Linked DNA regions of Sus scrofa: regions 2 and 3 are each linked to region 1. A link is a contact called in public Hi-C and HiChIP or PLAC-seq data. All regions are on one chromosome and are shown on one strand. Each heading gives the region's core, a stretch centred on a gene start, on an enhancer-like site or on the middle of the called end of the contact. The rest is flanking DNA. Distances are from core to core; before and after follow the strand shown.

The links. Hi-C and Micro-C count contacts between places; a contact is called where the count stands out from the background. HiChIP or PLAC-seq counts read pairs in DNA pulled down with a chosen protein or histone mark.
Region 2: a contact with region 1 is called in a Hi-C map of liver, with 4 times the contacts expected there. The contact joins the enhancer-like site here to the promoter of STAMBP in region 1. A contact is called at or near these places in 1 of 5 promoter capture datasets (liver), 5 of 47 Hi-C or Micro-C datasets (embryonic fibroblasts, fetal liver, fetal skeletal muscle and 2 more) and 2 of 2 datasets of contacts at active chromatin or transcription factors (alveolar macrophages and skeletal muscle).
Region 3: an H3K27ac HiChIP or PLAC-seq map of alveolar macrophages shows a contact between it and region 1. The contact joins the promoter of LOC102163719 here to the promoter of STAMBP in region 1. A contact is called at or near these places in 1 of 5 promoter capture datasets (liver), 2 of 47 Hi-C or Micro-C datasets (embryonic fibroblasts and liver) and 2 of 2 datasets of contacts at active chromatin or transcription factors (alveolar macrophages and skeletal muscle).

What each region holds. Positions count from the first base shown.
Region 1 is chr3:69,186,579-69,190,768 of Sscrofa11.1, forward strand. STAMBP (STAM-binding protein) reads right to left here and starts at 1,678. Exons shown (of 10, transcript XM_003125008.4): 1 at 1,567-1,678.
Region 2 is chr3:68,947,030-68,951,219 of Sscrofa11.1, forward strand. It overlaps TET3 (methylcytosine dioxygenase TET3), which reads right to left. Exons shown (of 12, transcript XM_021087365.1): 4 at 2,072-2,162. Among named protein-coding and RNA genes, the nearest start is that of BOLA3, 66 kb to the left of the region's middle. Within about 2 kb of position 2,097, at least 9 of the 83 cell types and tissues checked have an H3K27ac peak or open chromatin away from gene starts, as enhancers often do. A contact at or near this core is called in alveolar macrophages, fetal liver and liver, where this site is marked.
Region 3 is chr3:69,017,971-69,022,160 of Sscrofa11.1, forward strand. LOC102163719 reads left to right here and starts at 2,095. Exons shown (of 3, transcript XM_005662458.2): 1 at 2,095-2,171; 2 at 2,370-2,685; 3 at 2,777-4,190. The coding sequence starts at 2,095. The coding sequence ends at 3,493. TET3 (methylcytosine dioxygenase TET3) reads right to left here and starts at 2,436. Exons shown (of 12, transcript XM_021087365.1): 1 at 1,240-2,436. The coding sequence starts at 1,542.

The DNA of each region.
Region 1 (4,190 bases), core at 428-2,927:
TTCCCTGTGGTTAGGTGGCCTTGCCCTCAGCACCATAAAAAGAACAATAGCTTACATTTTTTCCCATTATTTCTCTTCTCAGCTCCCCATTTCTATCCACCCTTGACCTGGCAGAGAACACTCAATGAATTTTCATGATCCTAAACTGACTTCAAGTTGATCATTTTAACCTGAGAGTAACTGACGTTTCCCTATACTTTTTCATACTTGAGCAGAAGGTTAGTTAGGGGAAATGGCATAGGAATGAATGCTTATAATCCTAACTCTGCTCACGGAATCACTCTTCCAGTCAATCTACATCACATCATTTCAGGGCAAGGATTTTTGATCTAGAACGCAATTTATTGGAATCTATCTTCAAAGACTAAGCGCTCTTCGAATAACAAAAGGACACAAAGGTAACTTGAAAGAAAAAAAAAAAAACACAACACAACAAAACACCACCTGGGACTCATACTGCAGTAATCTACAATCTTTCTCTCTCTTTTTTTGGCCAGGCCCAGGGCATGCAAAAGTTCCTAGGCCAGGAAACGAACCTGTGCCACAGCAGTGACCCAAGCCACAACAGTGACAACACCAGATCCTTAAGCCACTGAGCCACCAAGGAACCCCTCTAGAATCTTTCTGGATATTGCTACTGCTAGAATCAGATTCTAACTTCCAACCTTACATACTGAATTACAGCACACCCTAACCAGCATGTTCTAGAATATACACAAGCTACCACAGGTTTTGAAATTCAAGACCCTGTGTCAAATGGCCCATTTTTTCCTTTGAATCTTAAACCTTACTCATTCCCCACAGAGATCTTTTGCTTCAGTCATGATTCATATCTGCCTAGAAACCTTTACATTTCAGTTTCATTTGTCTATACACTGTTGTTGTTTTCCACTCCAACCCCTCCCTAAGAGATAGTTTTCTCCAGGCCAATTCTATCTCTAAGTGACACTTTCTCCACCAAGCTGCTGCTTCTCATACACCCCCATAGTACAAAAGCTGTGGGGACTACCAGGGATGTAGAGGCATTCTGTCTCCTGTAAGGAGCCTTTTTAAGGGCTCAGAAAGCCACTAGCAAATCTAAAACCTCCCCCAGTTGTCTAATTAGTAAATTCAGGGCAAAGCCCATCAAAGCTATCTGAAACAGAGGAAGCTCGTTGCTCTTCCCTGTCTCTCTGTAGAGGATATTTTTGTCGCGAATGGAATCCACTCCCGAGACCAGCAGGTGGTGCCCAGTACTACAGAGCTGAGCAATACTCCAGAGAGGTGGTGCCGTAAAGGACCAAGGGGTAAACATGAGAAGGAAAAAGGAAGCAGCGGGAAGAGCGATGGGGGCGTATACAGCGGAGAGGGACCTCTTGACAACAGCATAAGGGCCCATGAGGTAGGCGGGGGCGCGCTGGGCCCGACTGGGCACCGGAGCCGTCAGGGAACTCGCGCGCAGAGGGCTGGGCAGGCGGTGCGGGGAGGAGTGGGCTGCAGGTCCCACACTCACGGCCGCCACTCCGCGTCACTGTCAGACCACGCTCAGCACCCAAGCCCCACCACATTCCCGGGACCCTTCCCCACCTGTCCCCGCGAATGACTCTCGGAGCTTCCGTAAACGTCACATCCGGCCCCCGCCCCGCCCCCTCCAACTGGGCTATCAGTTAAACTCCCAAGAACTTAGGACCCGGGGCAGTGTCTGGGGGCGGGGTTAGAGCTGTCACCTGCGGAAAAAAACCCACCAATGAGAAGAGAGCTGGGGGGAGGCCATTTTGGTAAAGGAAAATCAGCGCGGAAGGAGTGGGAAACAAATAAAGGACCCAGCTAACTTTTGTTTTTAGATTAATACGAACACCGTAAATGGACCGATGCATTCCCTCCGAGTGAAAAGCTACACGAGTTGTAATGCAACATATCTTAAACAAGCTTAGAAAGTATGGAATCAAATAAAATCTATTACATAAAGCATACATTTTTTGGAATTAGAGTCTGGTCACTCAGGTTTACCCCATGCCTTCACGTCCTTCATATTTGTGAGGTGTGTTAAATGCTTATGTCAATTCTGAAAGCTACCTTGTCCCAGTTCTTTGGAGAAAACTGTACAAACTCTATTAAAACTGATTGCAAGTTGACCCCTATCACTATCAGCCTGTCCATGCCCTATATCTTCTACTAGGTGTGTCTGAATGAATGTCATTGGAAAATCAGGAGATGAGCTGTGTTTTTACTTTTATTTTTATAGCTAAATACATATCCTCGGGTCTTCTCTGTGTGGAAATTTGCTCTCTGTGAATTTTCCTTCACTTATTTTTAGAAATTACTCAATTCTCAGCTCGATTTCACCTTAGTTTTGTTCATTGCCACATTCAGAAACTTAGTGTCCAGAGAAACCTTTGTGGCCAGAGAGGCCGCAGTGGACTCCTTGGCTGTTAAGGTCCATCTTGGCTGTTGGCAAGGTTTTCAGAGGAAGAGTAATTCGGTAGATGAGCAGTCATTCTAGCGGTTTCCACTAGTAGAATCTAAAAGTAAATTTCAGACTTCTCTTTTGGCGCCCTGGGTTAAGGATCCATCACTATCTCTCCAGAAGCTTGATTCGATCCCTGGCCCATGAACTTCCACATTCCATAGGCAGCGAAAGATAAGTTTTTAAAAGTAAATTTCATTTTGGGGGGAGGGAGTGGGATGGACTGGAAATTTGGGGTTAGTAGATGCAAACTATTGCATTTGGAGTGGATAAGCAATGAGATCCTGCTGTATAGCACAGGGAACTATATCTAATCACTTGTGATGGAATACGATGAAGGATAACGTGAGAAAAAGATGGTGTATATACGTGTGTGTATAGCTGGGTCACTTTGCTGTACAGTAGAAATTGATTGAACATTGTAAATCAACTATAATAGAAAAAATTAAAATCTTATCAAAAAAGTAAATTTCATTGTGTAAACTTTTTTTTTTTTTTTTTTTTTTTTTGTCTTTTTGCCTTTTCTAGGGCCGCTCCCGCGGCATATGGAGGTTCCCAGGCTAGGGGGTCTAATCGGAGCTGTAGCCACCGGCCTACGCCAGAACCACAGCAACGCGGGATCCGAGCCGCGTCTGCGACCCACACCACAGCTCACAGCAACGCCAGATCCTTAACCCACTGAGCAAGGCCAGGGATCGAACCTGCAACCTCATGGTTCCTAGTCAGATTCGTTAACCACTGCACCACGATGGGAACTCCTCATTGTATAAACTTTAACAACATTTTAGCCTCTACAGTTCTTTTTTGGGTACTGGTTAAATCATTTAAAAAATTATCATATGTTACAACAAAATTTACCCGTGAATTTAAAAAGCATATCTTCTATAACTATTTCTTTCTCAAAACAAATGTCTTTCAAAGCTTCATTAAGAAAAGACTTCTTAATGAATGGGGGTGCTCTGAAGGCAGAAGTAGAATGTGTACTAAAGAAAAATGTTCACATGGTTAATTATTTTTTTCTGTGAACTCATTGGAAATATAAAATAACAAATAGAATTTGTGTGTGTGTGTGTGTGTGTGTGTGTGTGTGTGTGTGTGTGTGTGTCTTTTTAGGACTGCACCCGCAGCATATGGAAGTACCCAGGCTAGGGGTTGAATCCGAGCTGCAGCTACCAGCCCACACCACAGCCACAGCAATGCCAGATCCCAGCCAGGTCTGCAACCTATGCTGCAGCTCTTGGCAACACCATGATCCTTAACCCACTGAGCAAGGCCAGGGATCAAACCCACATCCTCAAGGATGCTAGTTAGGTTCATTACCACTGAGCTATGCCAGGAACTCCCAAGTAGAATTTGAAAAGTAATTACTTGGAAAGATAAAGATGTGGAAAGAGCTGTTTACAAGAAGGGAAATAGAGCAAGTGTCCTGGGATCTTTTACTTTTATATATTATAAAGGCATGGAAATTATGTTCCTTTTCAGTTGGGAGTTGAAATTACCTTATGAAATTGTTCCTTGAGAAGGCTACAGTAAAACCAGTAACATTAAGATGAATCTGAGGTTTGGGGCTCCACCTACAGTTTGTTTGAAGAATGGTATCTCCAGTCACCAAGAAAAATATCTAGTTGGGAAAGTGACTTTTTATGCATTCTTGGAAAGGTTTTAAATGTGTGTGTATTCTTATAATTAATGCTTAAATTTGCACATAAGCAGTCAATTTTATTCTATATTTCTTTTCTTCCTT
Region 2 (4,190 bases), core at 847-3,346, 240 kb before region 1:
CTGGTCTTGAGAGGAATTCCTCCCTTGGATCTGCTGCTGAAGAATCTACACTTGGCTGTTATTTTTAAAGCAAACAAGAAAGAAAAAAAGGACAAAAATCTCGACTTCATCATTCTCTCTTCATCCTCGTTTCAAAACACACTCCTCTATAACTAAAAGTTATTTACGGAGCTGTCTAGAAATCTTGTAAAACTGTTACCAAGACGCAAACACACATAACTGTCCCAGATCAAACTTGTCTATGTGACTTGCTGCAGCCCTTAACCCATCAACAGTAGTGTCAGGATTCCTCACAAAACTGGTGGCCAAAACGATGGCCACTCCAGCTTCGAAAAGTGCAACACGTCTGCACACGGGCACACACAGGAGTGCATGTACAATACACACACTGTTTTAACTGTTTCATCTGTTTCATTCTTACCAACAGCGGACTAGACCAGGGTTCCCCTTTTCTCCACATCTCTGCCAACATTTGCTATTTGTAAGCGTCTTGATGATTCTCATGGACTCAGAGGTGCCCTGTCAATCAGGCTTAGATTTACAGATCGGGTCTCTGATCAAATGTTTTTCTTTTTCTTTCTTTTTTCCCCTCTTTTTAGGGCCACACCTGTGGCACATGGACGTTCCAGGGCTAGGGGTAGAACTGGAGCTGCAGCTGAGGTCTACGCCACAGTCACAACGACACAGGATCTGAGTTGCATCTGCGACCTATGCCACAGCTGGAAACACCAGATCCTTAACTCACTGAGCAGTGAGGCCAGGGATCAAAACCACATCCCTATGCACAACTATGTCAGGTTGTTAACCTGCTGAGCCACAACGGGAACTCCATCAAATGCTTTTCTGATGGGCTATTTTGAACATAAATTTTCCACATGGTACAGGATAATTACGAGTGTTTACAGTAGATCACTGTCCTCTATTCATCTTACCTTTTATTCATTCGAGGAATGTCATTACAGGCATTCAGTCCAAAACCATGTTCCCTGCTCTATTAGTGATAGTATTAGTTTAGCTACCCTGGTTAGACAAAATCTGCTCACTAAGTGCTTTCCACATATCGATGCAGTTTATCTTTATAACTCTCCTCCAATGGATGTGCCTTTATCATTCTCCATTTTGCAGACAGGAAAACTGAGTCACAGAGAAGTAAAGCCTTAACAAAGGACTCAGTAGTAAGTGGAAGGGCCAGGACCAGCCCTGGGACTAGCTCCAGGATCCATATGCTCTCAATCACCAAGCTATTTTACCGCTCTACACACTGGAACTCATAGAATTTAATACCCCCTGTGGACATTAACAGATTTTAAAGTCTCTATCTATACAAACAGCTGTTAAGTAAAAGCCCTATAGTCTTGAGTTTGGACTAGAAGTGTATATAAACTCAGGAGGTATTTAATCACTAAACAACAACAAAAATAAAAAAAAAAAAACAAAACCCTACATATATGTCTTGGCTCTTTCTACCGAAATGGCCTAGAAAACTAAGCATCCCCAGCACACAGACTCTGTTTTCTAAATACCTTTTTCCCAATAAAAAGTCAAGAAATCAAGAACTCCTAGGATCACGTCAAAAGGACTCAGGAGACAACCTGAACAGGGGCCCACCGCCCAGAGACAAGACATACATGCCTCCAAGCAGAGGTACAATGCACCGCGTAGGAAGTAGTTTTGAAAGATCAAGCCTTGAGACCGAACTACTAATTTATAGGACACAGGGCAGAAGAACCTGTTAAACGGCATCACAAGAAAGGTAGTAGTAAATTTTAGACCCTGGGAAACTCTGTAGGACAGACAACTGCTTAGTCTCTTTAGTCAAAAATGTTTCAAGAAAGAGAGCGAGGAAAGGGGGAAATGAGGATATGTGAAGGGCAGACCTACAGACAGAAAGAAACCCAGAGCACTGCGGTCAAAACCTCGCGTTCAGCTGCTCACCGTCTGTGTATCGGGGCTTCCTTTCCATAGGTTGTCTCGTCTGGTACAAGGCCATGAAAGTGACAGAGAGGTGCTTAAAATCCACGCCCTATTAACTGCTTGCCCACTTCTCCTCAGACCCCCGTACATTACTCACCGCTCCTCCATGAGTTCCCGGATGGAGGCTACCGTGGGGCCAGATCCCAGATGAGTGTAATACGGACCTTCATCTTTCTCCACTATTTGTTCTGCGGAAACACAGAGTAAACATTATTTGGGGACATCCATTCCTCACCATTAATTTAGAAAGGCACATCACCAACAGGAAAATTGATGGCACGTTACAAAACAGGAAATTCAAAGGGTTTATAAACATGTGCAAATGTGTTCAACCCGATTAAGAAATCAGAAAATACAAATTAAAATTACAATGAAACACTATTACACACAGACCAAACTGGCCAAATCTTTAAAATCTGGTTAGTTAAAACAATGTGTTGTCGAGACTCTGGTCTAACCACTTTGGAATTTAGTTTATCATTATACATATTCTAGAGCAGAGGTCGGCAAGCCCCTCCCCTCCTACGTACATATCCAAACAAACTGAAACAAGGATTCAAACAGCACCTGCACACACTGTTCACTGCAGTGTTAGTCACAAGAGCCCCAAGGCAAAAACAACAAGGTGTCCATCAGCAGAGGAACAAAATGGGGTATATTCGTACAAGGGAAAATTAGTGGACCATAAAGAGGATTTATTCTGATACATGTTATCACATGGATAAACCTAGAAAACCTTAGGCTAAGTGAAATGAGCCAGACACAAGAGGGCAAATATTGCAGGGGTCCACTTACACGAAGCCTCTAGAATAGGCAAATTCATAGAGATAAAATTCACAGAGGTCAGAGGTTACCAAGAGCTGGGAGTAGTGGGGAATGAGGGAGTTATTGCTCAATGGGTACAGAGTTTCTGTTTAGAGTGTGGAAACAGTTTTAGAAATAGATAGTGGTGCTGGTTGCACAATCGTGTGAGTGTAATTAACGCCACTAAACTGTACACTTAATAATGGTTAAAATGGCAAATTTATATTATGTATATTTTACCCCATTGTAAAGAACAGGAACAAAGTACTGATACAGGCTACAATGTGAATGAACCTTCAACACATTACTCTACATGAAAAAGGCAGGCAGGAAATACCACATACCACATGATTCCATTCATATGAACTATCCAGACAAGATCAATCCATAGAAACAGAAGGCAGAATGATGGTTGTCAGAGGCTGCGAGGAGGGCGGAATGGAGAGTTACTACTCAGTGGACACAGGGCTTTACTGTGGAGTGATCGAAGTGTTCCGGACCTAGACAGAGGTGACTATTTCACAACATTGCGAATGGACTAAATGCCACGGAAGTGTTCACTTTAAAATGATTAATTTGATGTTCTGTGAAGTTCATCGCAATTTAAGAAAAGGAACAAACGATTGACTCACACAGCAACGTGGATGAATTTTAAATGCATTTTTCTAAGTGAAAGAAACAAGACTCAAAAGATAATGCAATAGCAACTCTGGAAAACAGTATTTTGACTGGACACTCTAAGGCCATCAACCAAAAGAACTTTCCACAAACACTGAACACAACAGTTCATAAATTTGTTTCATGTCTAGGGACCACAAAAGAAAAAGGACATTAGTGGGAAACTGATGAAATCCAAACAGTCTATAGTTAATAGCACCGTACGAACATTAATGTCTTCGATTTCAATGTACTATAATTATGGAAGTTGTTTGTATTAGAGGATGCTGGGTACAGGGTATAAAGGAACCCTCTGTACCAACTCTGCAACTCTTGTATAAATGTAAAATTATTTCATAATAAAATGTTTTCAAATATAAAACAAAACCACAAAACTATACAGGACCCTACGTTGCTGATCCTGTCCTAGAGGAAATCTTAGTCACATGCATCAAAACATGTTCAAGGATTTTCACGGCAATGTTATTTGCAGTCGTCCACACTGGAAACAACCCATAATCCAGCAACAACTGCATGAATAAATACAACACAATAGGCTCAGATGGCAGCATATAGCCAGCAACGAGAAGCATATAGCCAGCAACTGGAACAATGTGGCTGAATACAACACCACTACAGGGCATGAAGGGGGTTCAGCACAGGACAAATACAGTTTACGTTTAAATAATATTCAAAACCAGGCTCAACCAAACTATAATGTTTAGAGATCCATTCATAGCGGTAAAATTATTAAA
Region 3 (4,190 bases), core at 845-3,344, 170 kb before region 1:
GGGCAAGAGAAGGTGAGACGGGGCAGAAACACCCACTTGCCTGACGGAAACATTTGGCTCTTTCTTCCCAGCCACGGGACCACAGCCCCACCATGCTCGAAGCACAGCTCTGCACTCAGCGGTCAGGGAAATCCTGCGTGCAAGCCGCCAGCCCATCGAAGCCACAGGTGCCCCAGCTCTCCGAAGCACAGCGGTTCCCAGCCCAGCTGGAAAGGGCTTCAAAGACTATCAAGCCCAACCCCTCCACCTCCCCAGGGAGAAGACAGACCCAGAGAGGAGGTCTGAGTTGTCTGAGCACTCTGGCTAAATCAGTGGCAGAGCGAGGGAGCCCCACTGACAGCGCAGGCCTCCGTCTCTGTCCAGCGCCAGTTTCGCTGCCTGGAGCGACCTCAGCCGCTACATCGCTCCTCCCAAACTGCTAACTTTGCTCGTCCCTCCTTCTGCCAACTCTCCGCTGTTGCAGCTGCCACCAACCTCATGCCGGCAGCCCACCACCAGAATGGAAAGGAAAGATGGCCAGTGCCTCTCCACTTCACGTTCTGCTCTCACTCATTCAACTTCCCTCCCTCTATCTCCTTGCTCCAAATGAAGTACTCCTTCCTGGGGCTGATAAGGACTCAAAAGCACATCATTCATTCATTCAATTCGTGCTACACACCAAGGAACTGAGCCAGGTCCTGAGATTACATAGATAAATGGTTCCTGACCTCAACGAGTACTCTTTAGTAGGGGAACCCAAATCATGGGTTTCTCATTAAACTCCCAAACATTTCTGGTTACCATCCCCAAAATGAAGGTACCCCAAAAAGATCTGAGGAAATAAACATCCCACTCCATCAGGGCAGCATAAAACCACCCCATCGCTCCAAATTTTCTTTCCACATCCATCAGTCTCCACATCACTCAGGCACTGATGCGACCTCGAAATACACCTGAGACTTCAGGCACAAGAAACTTCTAGAGATAAAGCTAGAAGCTACATCAAATGCTAACACGAGAGATGAGAGTGCTAGCTTTCTGCAAAACCCAGTTACTCTCCTACAAACTGTCGGCCCCCTCCAGCACAGAGGCCCAGACCCAGCTTCCAAGAACAGCTACACTCCTACTCACAGCCCCACAGCTATTCACGGACCAAGAGGATCAGAATGGGGAGAATGGGCTTATCTGTCTTTAGCAAGACTCCTCTGAATACAGCACCCTCACGGAATGGACAGGGCAGCCGAGCAAGAGCCAGCTTACCTCCTTGAGAAGCCCCACTTTTTTCTTCAGCACCTCACACTTGCGCAGTTTGCAGATCTGGTGTGTGCGGCGGTTGGTACAGCTGGTGCAAGCCCCACAATTTTCCAGCCGCCGGCAGGGCTCACAAGTACCACACCGTTTCCGTTTCTTCCGCCCATCTCCACCCCCTCGGAGTTGGGATTCACTCCCGGCCATTGGGAGCCCAGGCCCCTGGAAGCCCCCTACCATCACCTGGCCCTGAGGGAAGTCATAAAGGCCTGGCAGGTCCGGCTGGACCGCCAGGGGCACCTGAAACTGACTCATGATGCTGCCAGAGGTGGGGGCATAGGTGCGGGGGCAGAGCCGCAGTCCAGCTTCCAGGCTGCAAAGGTGGCCAACAGGTCCTTCTCTCCTAAAGCAGTCGCGAGACTACAGGGTGAAGGCAAGTAGCTCCAGGCTGCGGAATGGGCGCCTCTTCTCAACCCTTCTTCACCTCCTCTGCAGCAATGTGATAGGACTCAGTTGGGGGCCGCTCTCCCACCTGCTGGGGCCCGGGATCTGGGGGAGGATACCAGCGGCAGTCCCCAAAGAAGGGATCATCTTGGCTGGGTGGGTTCTTCACCCTCACCCACCCTAGACCCAGGCATGAGGTGAGCAGGTGGCTGTGTGATGGGGGCAGGGCAGGGTGAGGAGCTTCTCCTCCAGTATATCTTTCTCCCGGGTCAGGATGATGGAGAAGGCAGCGCTGCCTGAAAGAGAGACAGAAAGGGGAAGCGCATCACTCAGGGCTCGGGCCCGGGGACAACTTTCACATGTTACCTCTTCCTGCTTCTGGGAAAGAGAAGATAGAGGAAGAGTAGAGGCTTGCTTGCCCTCATGAAGTTCTGCCCAGAACCTCTGGCAGGGCGCACTAGCACCCGCCGCCTGAAGGAGGAGGCCTGGGGCCTGACGGGGTGCGAGGGGAAACCTGGCCGGCGAATTTAAGGGGGTGGTCAAGGTGAGCTTTCTAAGGAAGTTGTCCTCTGCCCCACCCCCACGGGTTGGGCAGAGTTTCGCCAAAATTCCCACACACCCCTCACTGGAGGTCGCTGGGGCCTCCCGAAGGGAGCCCAGCTTTCAAAATAAAGTTTGCGGAGAGCTTCACTCGGAAGAGCTGCCCGGGAGCCCCCGACACGCAAGCGGCCTGGAGGGGGGCGCGCCCGGGGTAGCCCGCGCCGGCCGCCCCGCCGCGCCCCTCTGCCCGCCGGCCGGACGGGGAGGGCGGCCCGCTCCGCCGAGGGGGCGCGGGGAGGGGGGCGCGCTCCGGCTTGGGCCCGGCCGCGCGCGCGCCGCCGCTCGGGCTCCTTTGTTCTGGGGCCTCCGCCGCTCAGCTCCGGCGGCTCCGCAGCCCCCGCCCCGCCCCGCCGCCTCCGCCCGGCTAGGCTACACTGTGACCCGCAGCACCCCCGCCCCGTCCCCCGCAACAAAGTAGCGGCCCCCCCGGGCGGCCCCCGGGCCATCCCCTCCCCCCGGGGCCGGGCCCCCTACGCCTCCCCTCCCCCACCCCGGAGCCGGAAAGGCACCGACTGCACCGACCTGCCCGCCGCCTCCGGGGCGGAGCGCACAAAGGGGCAAAGTTTCCCGGCCCGCACCGCCGCCACCACCGTCGCGGCCGCCGCCGCCGCCTGGGGCGCCCGCCTCCTGGAGCGCCTGGCCCGGCCGAGCTCGGCGCACGGAGCCCCCCGCCCGGGCCGAGGAGGGGACGGCGCAGGAGGAAGGAAGAGGCAGCGGCGGCCGCGGCGGCAGCAGCAGCAGCAATGAAGGCGTCCGCGGGACTCCCCGCCCCCCGCGCGCCGCGGCACGTGCTCGCCCGGGGACTCCCCCGCCCGGGAGGGCGCGCACGTGCGGCCCCGCCGAGCCCCGCCGGCCCCGCCGCCGCCCCCTCCGCCGGGTTCGGGGCTACGCGAGGGGGGAGTTCCGCGGAGGGGGAGGGGACGGCGCGGGCGGCCCTCGAGCGGGTGGGGGCAGGGCCCGGCCCGATCGCCGCGCCTTTGCACCTGCAGTACCTCCCCTCCTCCGCGGTCAGTCTCCCGGGACCCGGCCGCCCTCCTCGGGCTGGCCGCCCCCGCCCTCCACCGCTTCTGCAGCCCTGGCGGGCGCGGCGGGCAGCGCGGGGTGGGGCACACGGACCTCCCAGCCTAGGCCCTCGGCGGAGCGGGCCTCGGTGTCCCCACTTCCTGCCACTCCCTGCGGACCGAGCAGTGTGGGACGGCCCCGTTGCCCCCAGGAGCCCTGAGCTCCGGCCCCGACTGACTCTCCTCTCCTGGCCGCCGCTCGCCCATTCCGAGGCAGGACAATGAGGGACATCGTGCGTCTGCGTACCGAGTCAGCCTGGCGGGCAAGGAGGGGATACCCGCGAGCAGAGGCCGCGGGCCAGCCGGGAGGCACCCTTGCGGGGGGTCACGGCCGAGCGCCCTACCCAGGCGGACCCAGGGGCCCTGCCATCGCGAGCCTCCCCCGCGCCGCGCTCGGCTCTTTCGCGTCGAAAACAAAGACTAATCCGATACCCCCGCCCTGCCTCCCAGAGGAGGGGGAACAGGCGCGTCGCGGAGGGTAACTGAGGAGGACGCGTACAGGAGGGGCTCGGACATGCTACGAGTGGGCCGTGGCGCAACCGAGCCCTGTAACCCGGCACAGACACTTTGAAAAGTCACCCTGGGCTCTTTTCCAGGCAGGAGGCAAGGGGCAAGACCTAAGAATATTTCCAAGTTGCCAAACTGCCCGTTCTCTCTGCTGCTTTTTTCCCTCACCTGTTGTGCAGGCCAAGTTGAAATTCCAGGTTAGATTAATTCAGCTCCACCCATCTGGCCTGACTGCCAGGCTGGTCCCCGAAGCTGCCTTCCACCTACCTGGGTTGCTGGGGAGAAGGGTGGGTCTCTTACACACACACGCACACACACACACACAAACATACACACGGGCAAGTCCTGGCA